Regions from separate parts of the Hordeum vulgare genome. Here region 2 is linked to region 1. A link is a contact called in public Hi-C data. All regions are on one chromosome and are shown on one strand. The core of a region is the stretch at or near the end of the contact, and the rest is flanking DNA. Distances in the headings are between cores, read along the strand shown.

What was found. Hi-C and Micro-C count contacts between places; a contact is called where the count stands out from the background.
Region 2: a contact with region 1 is called in a Hi-C map of seedling, with 2.7 times the contacts expected there. The contact joins two enhancer-like sites. A contact is called at or near these places in 3 of 6 Hi-C or Micro-C datasets (leaf and seedling).

The regions. Positions count from the first base shown.
Region 1 is chr7H:170,963,260-170,968,535 of MorexV3_pseudomolecules_assembly, reverse strand. It overlaps LOC123407154, which reads right to left. Exons shown (of 3, transcript XM_045100222.1): 3 at 2,950-5,276. The coding sequence ends at 3,148. Among protein-coding and RNA genes, the nearest start is that of LOC123407154, 6.3 kb to the right of the region's middle. Within about 2 kb of position 2,100, at least 3 of the 3 cell types and tissues checked have open chromatin away from gene starts, as enhancers often do. A contact at or near this core is called in leaf and seedling, where this site is marked.
Region 2 is chr7H:171,093,193-171,098,468 of MorexV3_pseudomolecules_assembly, reverse strand. LOC123411081 (a long non-coding RNA gene) reads left to right here. Exons shown (of 8, transcript XR_006613169.1): 6 at 1-194; 7 at 269-829; 8 at 951-1,603. Among protein-coding and RNA genes, the nearest start is that of LOC123411081, 6.5 kb to the left of the region's middle. Within about 2 kb of position 2,433, at least 2 of the 3 cell types and tissues checked have open chromatin away from gene starts, as enhancers often do. A contact at or near this core is called in leaf and seedling, where this site is marked.

The DNA of each region.
Region 1 (5,276 bases), core at 851-3,350:
AAATGAGGTGTCCTCCTTATACCTATATATGTAGAATCATCAATGGAAGTGAGCAGAGTTCGATCACTTTTGTTTCTTTTTGATATCAGCAATGAAGAGGAGAATGTGGTCCTCGTTCATCTATAAGAGGAAATAAATATCACAAGAAATGATAAGAGGGGTCCCAGTGAGAACACATGGTCATGATTGCCACGTTTCCAAAGAAACACGATAGTCGTGCTTTTTTTATGTACGTACGTATACATACATACATACATACATACATACATACATACATACATACATACATACAAGACCACCTAAGGGATGAAAGCTCTTTGACCACAAGGCCTCCATCCATGAAGAGGTTTCCCCATGTGAAATTCAAGTCCTCTTAAGTCCTCATTGTCCTAGGACCTGAGAAAGAACACCATCTTGAGAAATCCTCTTCGGAGCCTGACCTCATCTGCTCCCTCTCACAAAAAAATCCAAAAAGTACTAAATAAATCCAAAAAAACTTTGTTCCAGGCAGCCCTAAAAAAACTTTGTTCCAGCTCCAGGTAGGTTAGCAAACTAAGTGGTCGACCAAAGCCCACTAAGGATAAATAAGGAAGGACTAACTTTGTAGTTCGGACCACACATAATTTTCATCGAGTCTGGCTATCTGCAGATGCCAACATTGCATTAGTTAGTTTTGTTTTTGTCCACCGTTCCAGATAAAACAAAATCCACAATTCTTTTCTTCCTCCACCACTTCCGACGACCAACAAATCCTATCCTAGAACGGAGATTCCACTACCTCCAGAAGCCCCTGCTTTAAGCAAACTCGCATCATGCATGAAGGACTCTTGCAGGGAGACTAAACCTCTCACAGCTGGTATGGTACTGCAATCCCAAAAAAAAAAAAAATCAGCACAAATGCCCGTGCGTTGCGACGAAAGAAAATATCAATTCTTATGAATCATGGTTGGCTAGGTCGAGGAACTATGTCACGGACAACGATTGCCAATCACAAAATAAAAGATGCATTATTTGAGGATCAAGACGTAGAGCTTAGGACATGGTTATGATTTGAAGTAAATTGATATTAACAATATACTTTTATGAAAACTCTTGATCCCGTGTGTTGCAACGGTAAAGAAAAATTGGCCCGTACTAAGAATTAGTGAGAATTATTTATCAAAATACATCCACAATTCATGTAAATTTAGCCTTTATCAATATATGTGGAAACATGAATGAAATGTTTTCAGCAGTTATCTTGTTATTTGATTTTGAGCATTGAACTGGATTTTTATTGAGTAAAAATAGATCCATAAAGTTAGACATATACTATGAGAACTTTAAATATGCGATGAATCTTGAAATTCACAATCACGTATTTGTAGTTCAACCTAAATTTTAATCGCATTGGAGTTTATGTTTTTAGGAACAGAAGTCTGAACTAAATACTAATGGAATTTTTTATTTGGACTTTGAGTAATTTTTTGATTCCACAATTTTTTTAAATCATTATGAACCTTCAAAATATTCTAATATTTTTTGCGGGGATCCAGTTTCAAATTTGAAACAAACAAAACAAGAAAAGAAAAGGTTCAAACAGCAGCATTTAAGTTTTATTTTTTTACAGGTAAAAACAGCAGCATCCAAGTTAACCTAAATAGCCTCAGCCAAGGTCTATCTCCCCATTCTGAACGAGTACATCAGCACTACACCATCTTGAACCTCCTGGCAGCGCGAGTAGCTGTGTTGTGCCCCTAAACCGTATACGTTGCGACGCCGCATCCTATAGTTGGCCCAGCACACAAAGCGTTCGATCATAATAAAAAAATCTTTGAAGATGACGATGTCTGCGATGGCCAAGCCAAGGCAGTCGGTCGCGAAGTTGCACGAACATGTGCTCAAAGTGGAGTTTGTTGGACTGGCGAAGCTCGGAGATGAGCCGTAGAGACACCTCTGGTGCGCCATACGTGTGCGGGTCGGGGTCGTCGTTGACGATGTTCGTTCAGTTGAGGCACGTGAGCATGTACCGGGTGCAGCCGGCGGGGTCGGCCACGTCGAGCAGTGTCAGGAAATAGTGCTCCTACTGGTAGTGCCTATAGCAGCACACCGAGATGTCAAGTTGCCTATAGCAGCACACCGAGATGTCAAGCCAGAGGAGGTCTCTGCAGCTCAGGATAATAACTAATAAGAGGTCCAGGCGGCGACGTGGCCGATTCCGGCGCCTCACGAAGTGGCGGACGACTATCCTTGAACCAGGCGTGACCTAAGAATGTGACCCTTGGGATGGCGGTGGCCATTGTCGGCGTGCACGGCCTGGCCTACAGCATGGACCTGCAGGAGGGCAATGAGCAACGACACCGTGACACACGGTTTCACCAAGAGCGACGACCGGCGTCAAGGTGGCGTTGGTGCGGCAGCTTGGTTCGCAGCTGCTTGCGGGATTGCTGATCTTGCGGTGCTTGTTCCGTCGCCGAAGCCAAGATGCGATTCTGCACCAAGAGATACAGGAGAATTTGTGGGTTGGACGCATATATAAAGATGTCCAGCCTAATACAACTCCAAGAAGCCGAAAGCGGACACTAAAAAATTTAGCGTCACACCTAGAAAGAGGCAACGTTTCCATCATAGACAAGAGTCAGATGTGAGTCCTTCTGGTTTATGATTTTGCTCCGGACACACAGAGCCCGATCAGCGTCAAGTGCAAAGTCCTAGGTGGGCTCGTTGGCCGAACACAACGCGAAAGAAAAAAGGTTCGCCGCATGTACTGCAGGTTAATCATCACAAAAGTTGAGGAGCCTTTTGTAAAATAACATGACGGACTAATAATGCTTATTTTTTTTATTAGTAGTATATTATATTAATATTACTAATAATTATATTGTATTATATTATTAGTAGGTAGTATAGGTATATATAGGGTATAGATATAGATAATCTAATAATATGTAGGAGTAAAAAAAATGAAGGTTGGGTAGAATAATTACTTGCAATCCTAACTTAAGCAGCAGAACCCTTGTATAGGCATTAGTTTACCTGATACTTTACCACCACCAGTAAGAAGGGGCACTGCAATAGAACTCTAACAAGGTGGAAAAACTGATAGCTGAATAAGACATGATTCTAATCAAAATATATTGGCAGGGTTTGAGCTTTTCCATCCTCATGTCATTGGGCATCCTTATAAAGGAAAAAATCTGGAACAGAGGCTGGATCCAGCTCATAGAAGCCACTTAGCTTGACACCATTTCCTTCCGTCAGACAGAACGAGGGCACCCGGTGAGAGAACTTCAGATTGTCCCTTGTAGGTATCTCCACAACTCTCTTTCGCTTGCCAGGCTTGAACACCGATGTGTAACCATTGACTTGAGTAAGAAGAGAAACTTTTGTGCTAGCTTCAGTGCGCTCAATGATCTCACCGATGGCAAATCCACAAGCACGTGTGCTCGAGGGAGTCCAGTCAGGTGTCCAGTTCATGTAGATGACCCAAATCTCACCTACTTGTGGAACAATTTCAATCTGCTGATTTGGGTCATGTCCGGTGTATACTAAATGAGAGAAAGCATCGTTTGTTTCATACATGGTTTTCCAGTTTCGAATTTCAAATTTACCACAGCTGACAGGTATATCCTGCTCCAACCACTGTTTCCCCTGCTCCACTTGGGGACAAACTTCAAGCCAGGTCAAATACACTTTGAAAGGTTCTAGCTCGACTTTGCTTACCCAGCCATAAAACTTAGGAAAGTTGTCAACATCACTGTATAAAGCCCATATTTGTCCACGTTCAAAGTTCTGACATGAGCGGCATTCTTCGAAGTTATAAAATTCAGAATCAGGATATGTATAAACTAAGGAGGGACTATTTTGCTCAGAGAAGTCACCTAAAGCATTAGGAGCATTGAGATTTCTCTGCAAGGATTTGTTTGGCTCAGAAGAAATATATTCATGTTTTCCTCTACTGCTTGCACTGTCAGTGCTCAAATCAATGAATGCGCTGCCCTCCTTCTTGCCAGGGGACATGCAGGAGTCAAGAGGAACACAAGGAAACGCTGCATCCAGGTCAATAGGGAGACATGCAGTGTCAAGTTCCAGAAAACCTCCAGGGACACCAACTTTCTCAGTCCCATTTGTCCTATAAAACGGAACACTGTGAGAAAAACGAAGTAGCTCACTTGGTGCCACCACAATGTCAGATTTCTCCTTAACTGTCGCAAATAAACTGACAAAGCCGTCAATCCTGACTAATGGGACAACAGTAACGCCAGCACTAACTGAGAAATTTGACAGGACTTTCACGACTTCATATTCATAGGATCTATGATTATCTGCATCTGATCCCCACTGCATGTTCCATCCCTTATAAAGAGCCCATACCTCACCCTTACTGGGATGTACTTCATATTTCCTCCGTTTGCCTTTTGTCCATGAAACAATATGTGAAAATATGAGTCTGTCTTGCGATATATCTGTTGTTCCTAAGCTAAAGCTTCCACAAGCAACGGGCAGTTCTTCATCAGACCATTTCTCCTCTGCTTCATTCATTGCAATGCGCTCCAGCCAAGTGAGATGAACTTTAAAGTTGGAGGCATCAAAATGTTTTATTTTAGCATAATATCTTGGCATGCCATCAAGGTTATCATAAAGGGCCCAGATCTGACCAATTGCAAACAGATTAGCATCCCTCAACTTCTCAAAATCAAAAAAATCTGCATCAGGGAAAGAAAGCTTCACAGAATAGCAAGGTTGATTCTGACCAACAGTATCTGTAACTTCTGCACTGATATTGTCCTGATCACCTATATCTAGAGTTTTAGCTTCCTCTTGGATGTCTACTTTGCCAGATACATCAGATGGAACCGATTGCCTGTCAACATTAATGACATTATCATCAAATATTTCTTTCCCATTCAAGTCAGCATTAGATGGAAAATTATTCTTTCTTCGCTTCTTTTTGCTATTATAGTTGAGGCTGCTGCTGCCATCAGCATCTTGCGTCCTCCTAGCTGATCTCTGGAGAATGGGGGATCCTGCAGCATTTAGCACTGTAGATACATCCTCTATACCCAAATTCTTTCTGTCAAGAACACCTGTGTTCATGTTTACAGTTTGGGCAGAAGATTTACTTCGAGTCTTTGCTGGAATTTTAACTTTCCCCTTTGTAATATCCAACTGGTTAGCTTCCTTCTCGCCACTAGGGTTGGCATGCCCTATTATATCGCATTCTGCCACATTTATCCTTATTTTGGCACATGTGTTTACACCTGTAGATGAAAGCTTTGCAGGACCAGGGACATTCA
Region 2 (5,276 bases), core at 1,184-3,683, 130 kb before region 1:
GCTGCTGTTTCAGAATTGTACTGATCCTAAGTTACAGCAGTGTTGGATTATGCTGAAGATTGTATAGATCCTAAGTTACAGCAGTGTTGCATCTTTAAACTCATAACATTGTGCTGAAGATTGTACTGATCCTAAGTTACAACAGTGCTAAAGATCGAAACGCAATCCTGATCAAAGTGATAAGCTCCAATCAGGTTGTCCTGGTAACACGTTATTTCAGATCAAATTATCTGTTGAACTGCTTGCTAATTGGTAATTCCGAATTCAGGTAGTCCTGGTGCTCTCATATGAGTCATGGGCATGCTTGATGCAGAATTGGCCAGTGTAAACTTCACTATGCATTCTTGGGTGGTAAATAAATAGAGTATTCTCAAATTATTCAATCAAAACATTACATGATGTTTTTGTGCTCTTGTTGTGTAACTGTACCGAAGTGCTATGGACACAATTTCTTTAGTGGATTCCCTGTAATAACATAAGGCTGTTATATTGGAGAACATCGCAATCTTTCCACCACAAATTTGAAATGATTCTGGATGCACTTTCTTCTTTCTAATCGTTGTTCCTGTAGGAAACTGAATTGTTTCTGAAGGTGCATGAGAGGAACAGAAACACATGACTGGCCACATTGCATAGCAATGTGCAAAGCATGGAAATTCTCACATTCTTTCTAGATAATTGCCTAAAGATTACCTTTTAGTCTTTAATGCTACTGGAGTTGCCAACAATGATGATAAGAATTTACTTGGAGTACATTGAACTCACACTGATCAAAATGTGATGTTGTTGCTGTGTTGATCACTGAACCTGAATTCAGTTACCACTGTTGGTAAGTGAACCTGAATTCTTCTGGTCTCCAGAATTACCGTCGATCTGCAGCTCTTGATCTGCTGTTGCCCTTGCCATGCTGATCTGCAGTTCATCTTTTTGTTTTTTGTGCCAATTAATAGACGAGGCAATGACAGCCGCCACTGCTGCCAATCAACAGAGGAGGTGAGGACAGCCTGGGGCGGCGCTGGGTGAGGTGAGATGGTGGGGCGTCATAGATTGGCAGCGACCCGCTTGGTCCTATGGCGAGCCGGCGGTGAGCCATAGGAGCGGAGGGTGCTTGTTGTTGCCGAGGTACTTGAGGTACTTGGGGTTGACGTGGGGAAAAAGAACTATTGGGGGGTCATCGGAATTGACGACGAAGCGGACCGACAGGTCCCACCACTCCACCGCTGCCAACTACACCGTCGGGATCGCCGGGGTCGGAGAAGGGGAGGAGGACGAAGCAGAGGGGGCGGGGCGTGATTAACATGGGCGGTGCAGATTGAAGCGGCGACGCGGGTGGGTGCGCAGAGCGCTGGGCCCTGCGGCGGCTGCCGGCGATGGCTGGAGCTCGTTCCTGCCGCGGGCGAAGAGGCAAGGGTGATTTGCAGGGACTATAATATCACAAGGTTTTTTTTGCAAAAACGAAAATAAACTAACCCGTGGACAACTTTTTTCGGACGGAGGGAGTATCTCTTACATGTTCACTTGGACAAAGCTTAAGTTTATAGTCATATAAAGTTCATAAATACGTTCTAAAATATTCATGAAATATTTAATTCCATTTTTGTTATACACTAGGTCAAAATAGAATTGTCCTCGATGTGTGACACATACTGTATGATTGTTATTTTTTCTTGGTCGTCTCGAACTTCACATGCCATCCTCAAATAGGCAAATCGTGGGACAACAAACATAACTGCTTATTAACTGTCATAAAGTCGAAGGTGTCTTTTTCGTTGCTCCTGGTGGCTAACTATTTGGCATAGGTCCATGCAGATTTCGTGCAAGTCCTTGCGGTGTGTGCCTCTTCGAATGGGTTTGCGATGAAGTCAAAGTCGCTGAATTGCGGAGGAGTGATGTCGATGACACTTGTAGTCCGTCTCGACGGCGCTCCTCTTCTGACGGCGTATATATCTGGTGTGGATATTCACGTTGGCTGGTGGTGCCCCTTTGTGGGCTGTATCGTTTTTTTTTCTGGTTTTCCGTAACTAACCAGCCAAACATCTTCTTTATTATTAAGAATTTGAGATGAGACAAAGTTTTTGTCTCTATTTAAAAAATATTATTTTGTAATTGTTAAACAATTTTCTATTATCTGATTTTTTTTCTTCATTTTATTGATATATTTTATTTATAGAACAAATGATAAAAAAAACATATACGTGTATTGCACGTGCAAGCTTACTAGTATATATATATATATACAAGAATTATAGCGGCTAAGCAAGGACTCCCGTCGTGCGTTTGTGAGCAGGAGTTACCGCATGTTGACACGCGTACTTGATTTCTTTTTTTTTACTCTCCTGGACGTGATATCGATGGATTGCTTCCTGCTGACGCGTGTTTCCTATTTCCACCTCTCCTTCTCTATGCATTCTTTTCTTTTTACTGGACTGGCTGCTCATGGGTCACTGTCTACCGGTTCACCGCTTTGATTGGGCTAGCGGTATGGAGCACTCACCCTCCTCCCCTCTCCCCTCCGCTGCCCCCACGGCGGCCGGAGCCCAGATCCCTCCGCCCAGCCCCTCCCACCAGTCCCCCGTCAGCCCTGCCTCGCTGCTACAGCTGCTGGCCTCCCCCCGGGCTGCCTCTCCTCTGCCTCGCCTTGCCTGGGCGCAGATGCCACTGCAGAAGAGATGTGTTCGCCGATTGGATCTGGAGGTACGATTCAATGCCGGATCCCGCCGGCCGCAGGTGTATCTTACCATTCCAAGCCCACGGCAGCGCTGCCCTCTCCCGCGAGCTGCGCCCCACCACCTCCCCGGCCCAGACTGCGCTCGCTGGTCGTGGCGCCCGAGGGCTGGACGGCGCAGTCCTCGTCCAGCGCGCCTCCGCGCCAAAGGCTCCAATCCATTATTGTGGCGCCAGGAGAGACTTCAACACGAGCTGCAACCTCTCTGCCGGCTGCCAAGAGCCTTAATGCTGCCATAGCACCAGTCGATTCCGAGCAGGATTGGAATCTGGTTCGCTCCAGGAAAGAGATGAGGAAGATGAAGGCTACCTCTTCGGGAGAGCTGCGTATGCATCCACGTGCTCCTCCTTCTGATCCTGCGGCTCTGCAGCAACACCTAGCCTTCAAGGCCCGTTTCAATGGCCGTTGTATCCGTTGCCTCTCAAAGCGCCACCGCTTGGCATCCTGCCGAGACCCAGTTCGCTGTATCCGCTGCAAAGGGACCGACCACCTTGCCCGCTCCTGCTCTGCCTCGCTCCCTCCTCTGAAACCGCCAACTGCCAGCAAGCATCTCATCCAGCCTCCGCCGCTGCAAGGAAACCACCTCGCCTGGCCGGAGCTGTGTGCGCACCCAGGACTGATGGAGTTCACCCCTGGGCTTGCTTCCCGCCGCCCGGAGCGCTCCTCCTGTGTCGTCGTGAGCACCCCGGAGATGGAGGCCGACGCCTATCATTTGCGTCGCTCGGCATTGACGGCCACTGCAGCTGACGAAAGGGTCGACTTCGCCACATCCCTCGTCGCCAAAGCGCTGGAGCAAGCACTTGACATCCCTTGGGAATCCATCCAAGTGGCTTCAGCGCACCCGGAGGACTACCTCATCCGCTTCGCTGAGCCGTACCAGCGTGACCTTGCCCTCGAGCGGGGCAATGTCCGCGTTGGTGCTGTCCGTTTGCAACTCGAGCAGTGGGATCCGACACCGGCAGGCACCATTCGCAACCTGCGCTTCTACTGCCGACTTGCCATCTCTGGGATCAAATTCCATGCTTGGAGGCTTGATGTGGTCAAGAAGCTGCTGGGAGACTCCTGCATCGTTGATCGGATGGAAAGGCAGACCGAGCGCCTTCAGAACGTGGCTGCCTTCTTCGTCTGGGTGTGGACGGAGAACCCATACTCCATCCCCAGAGCGGTTGATCTCACAATCGTCGATCGTGCCAGAGACGGCCGCAACAGGCATCAGCTTCCTGACGGCGTGCCGGCAGAAGAAGGGCATCAAGGCCCGATGACTGGGGTGCTCATCCACCTGGTCTTGGCCAAGGACTACTCCCCGCGCGCCTCCGACTCCGCCGCTGCAGAAGAATACCCACGCATCTACACCTACAATGTGCAGATCGGCACCATGGATGGGCGTGTAGTGCCGCCCCGTCGCCCGTCGGGTGCTGGTTCCTTGAGGCTTCCTCGACGTCGTGATGACGACGCTGATGACGAGGGGCAGGACCGCCAGCGTCGTCGTCGTGCTGGGAAGCGCCGCTCGCTTTGGCAATCGGTTGTTGGGCAGGCTCAGTGTCGTGACACCGCCCGCTTCGATCCGATGCCGCGTCGGGATGGGCGCAACATAGAGCGCTGGGGTCGCTCCGATGCTAGCCGCACGGCGCCGAGCCGCCTCGCCAACCAGGAGAGAAGGTGGTACACTTCCACCATCCCACCACCGGCCCCACGTCGGGCGCCCTCTACGACCTCGTCCACGACAATTCCTGCTGGCTCGGTGCACCACCCTTCTTCCAGCCGATCGGTGCAGGGCACTGCGGCTGCTCCTTCCGCCCCCGCCGAAGATGAAAACCACTGGAGCGGCAGATCATCAAATGCTGTGGTTGAGGACACGGGCAGACAAGCTGCCCCTGGCATGCATGTTTTGTCGCAGCAGGAGGAGCCGGCTGAGCTGGGGATAATTGCTCCCGATGCACGCTGGAACGGCGGCCCGGCTGCCATGTCGCCGCTGGACGAAGTGTTGGTTGCTGCCTCTCGCACACAACTACATCAGCTATGCCTGATGGGCAACCCGGCCTTGGGAGATGAGGGTATGCATGGTAATATGCTAAGCTCTTTTGGCGAGCTGGGAATCTCCCCTTCTGCAACCATGATACAGCAACACACTGGTCAGATCCGCACTGCTTCATCCCCAGGGACGCTCTGTCCCAACATGGCCACACTGCATGGGCAACTTGGCAACCAATGGATCAACGACAGAAGCTGTATGGATACTGTTGCCTGGGGCAATCTTCCTTCTACTGCCTCGGCTATGCCAACAATGCCTAGGCCAGCTTCCCTCAATAGAGCTGACAACAAGGCCAACCATGCCTCCAGCTGGGAGGCATTCGTAGCAAGGAAGCCGGCGATCGATTTCTCGGCGATGCATGGTAAGCCTCCGGGCATCAATAGGGAGATTTGCTTCGGCCCTGGAGTTCAGCTTGATCGAGCAGGCTCTGTAGCCTCGGGTAGAGAGCTTGTCAACACAATCGTCTCGCGTGTGGCAGCGCTACCCTCCGACAAGCAGCGATGGTTCATCGGCCGTGTG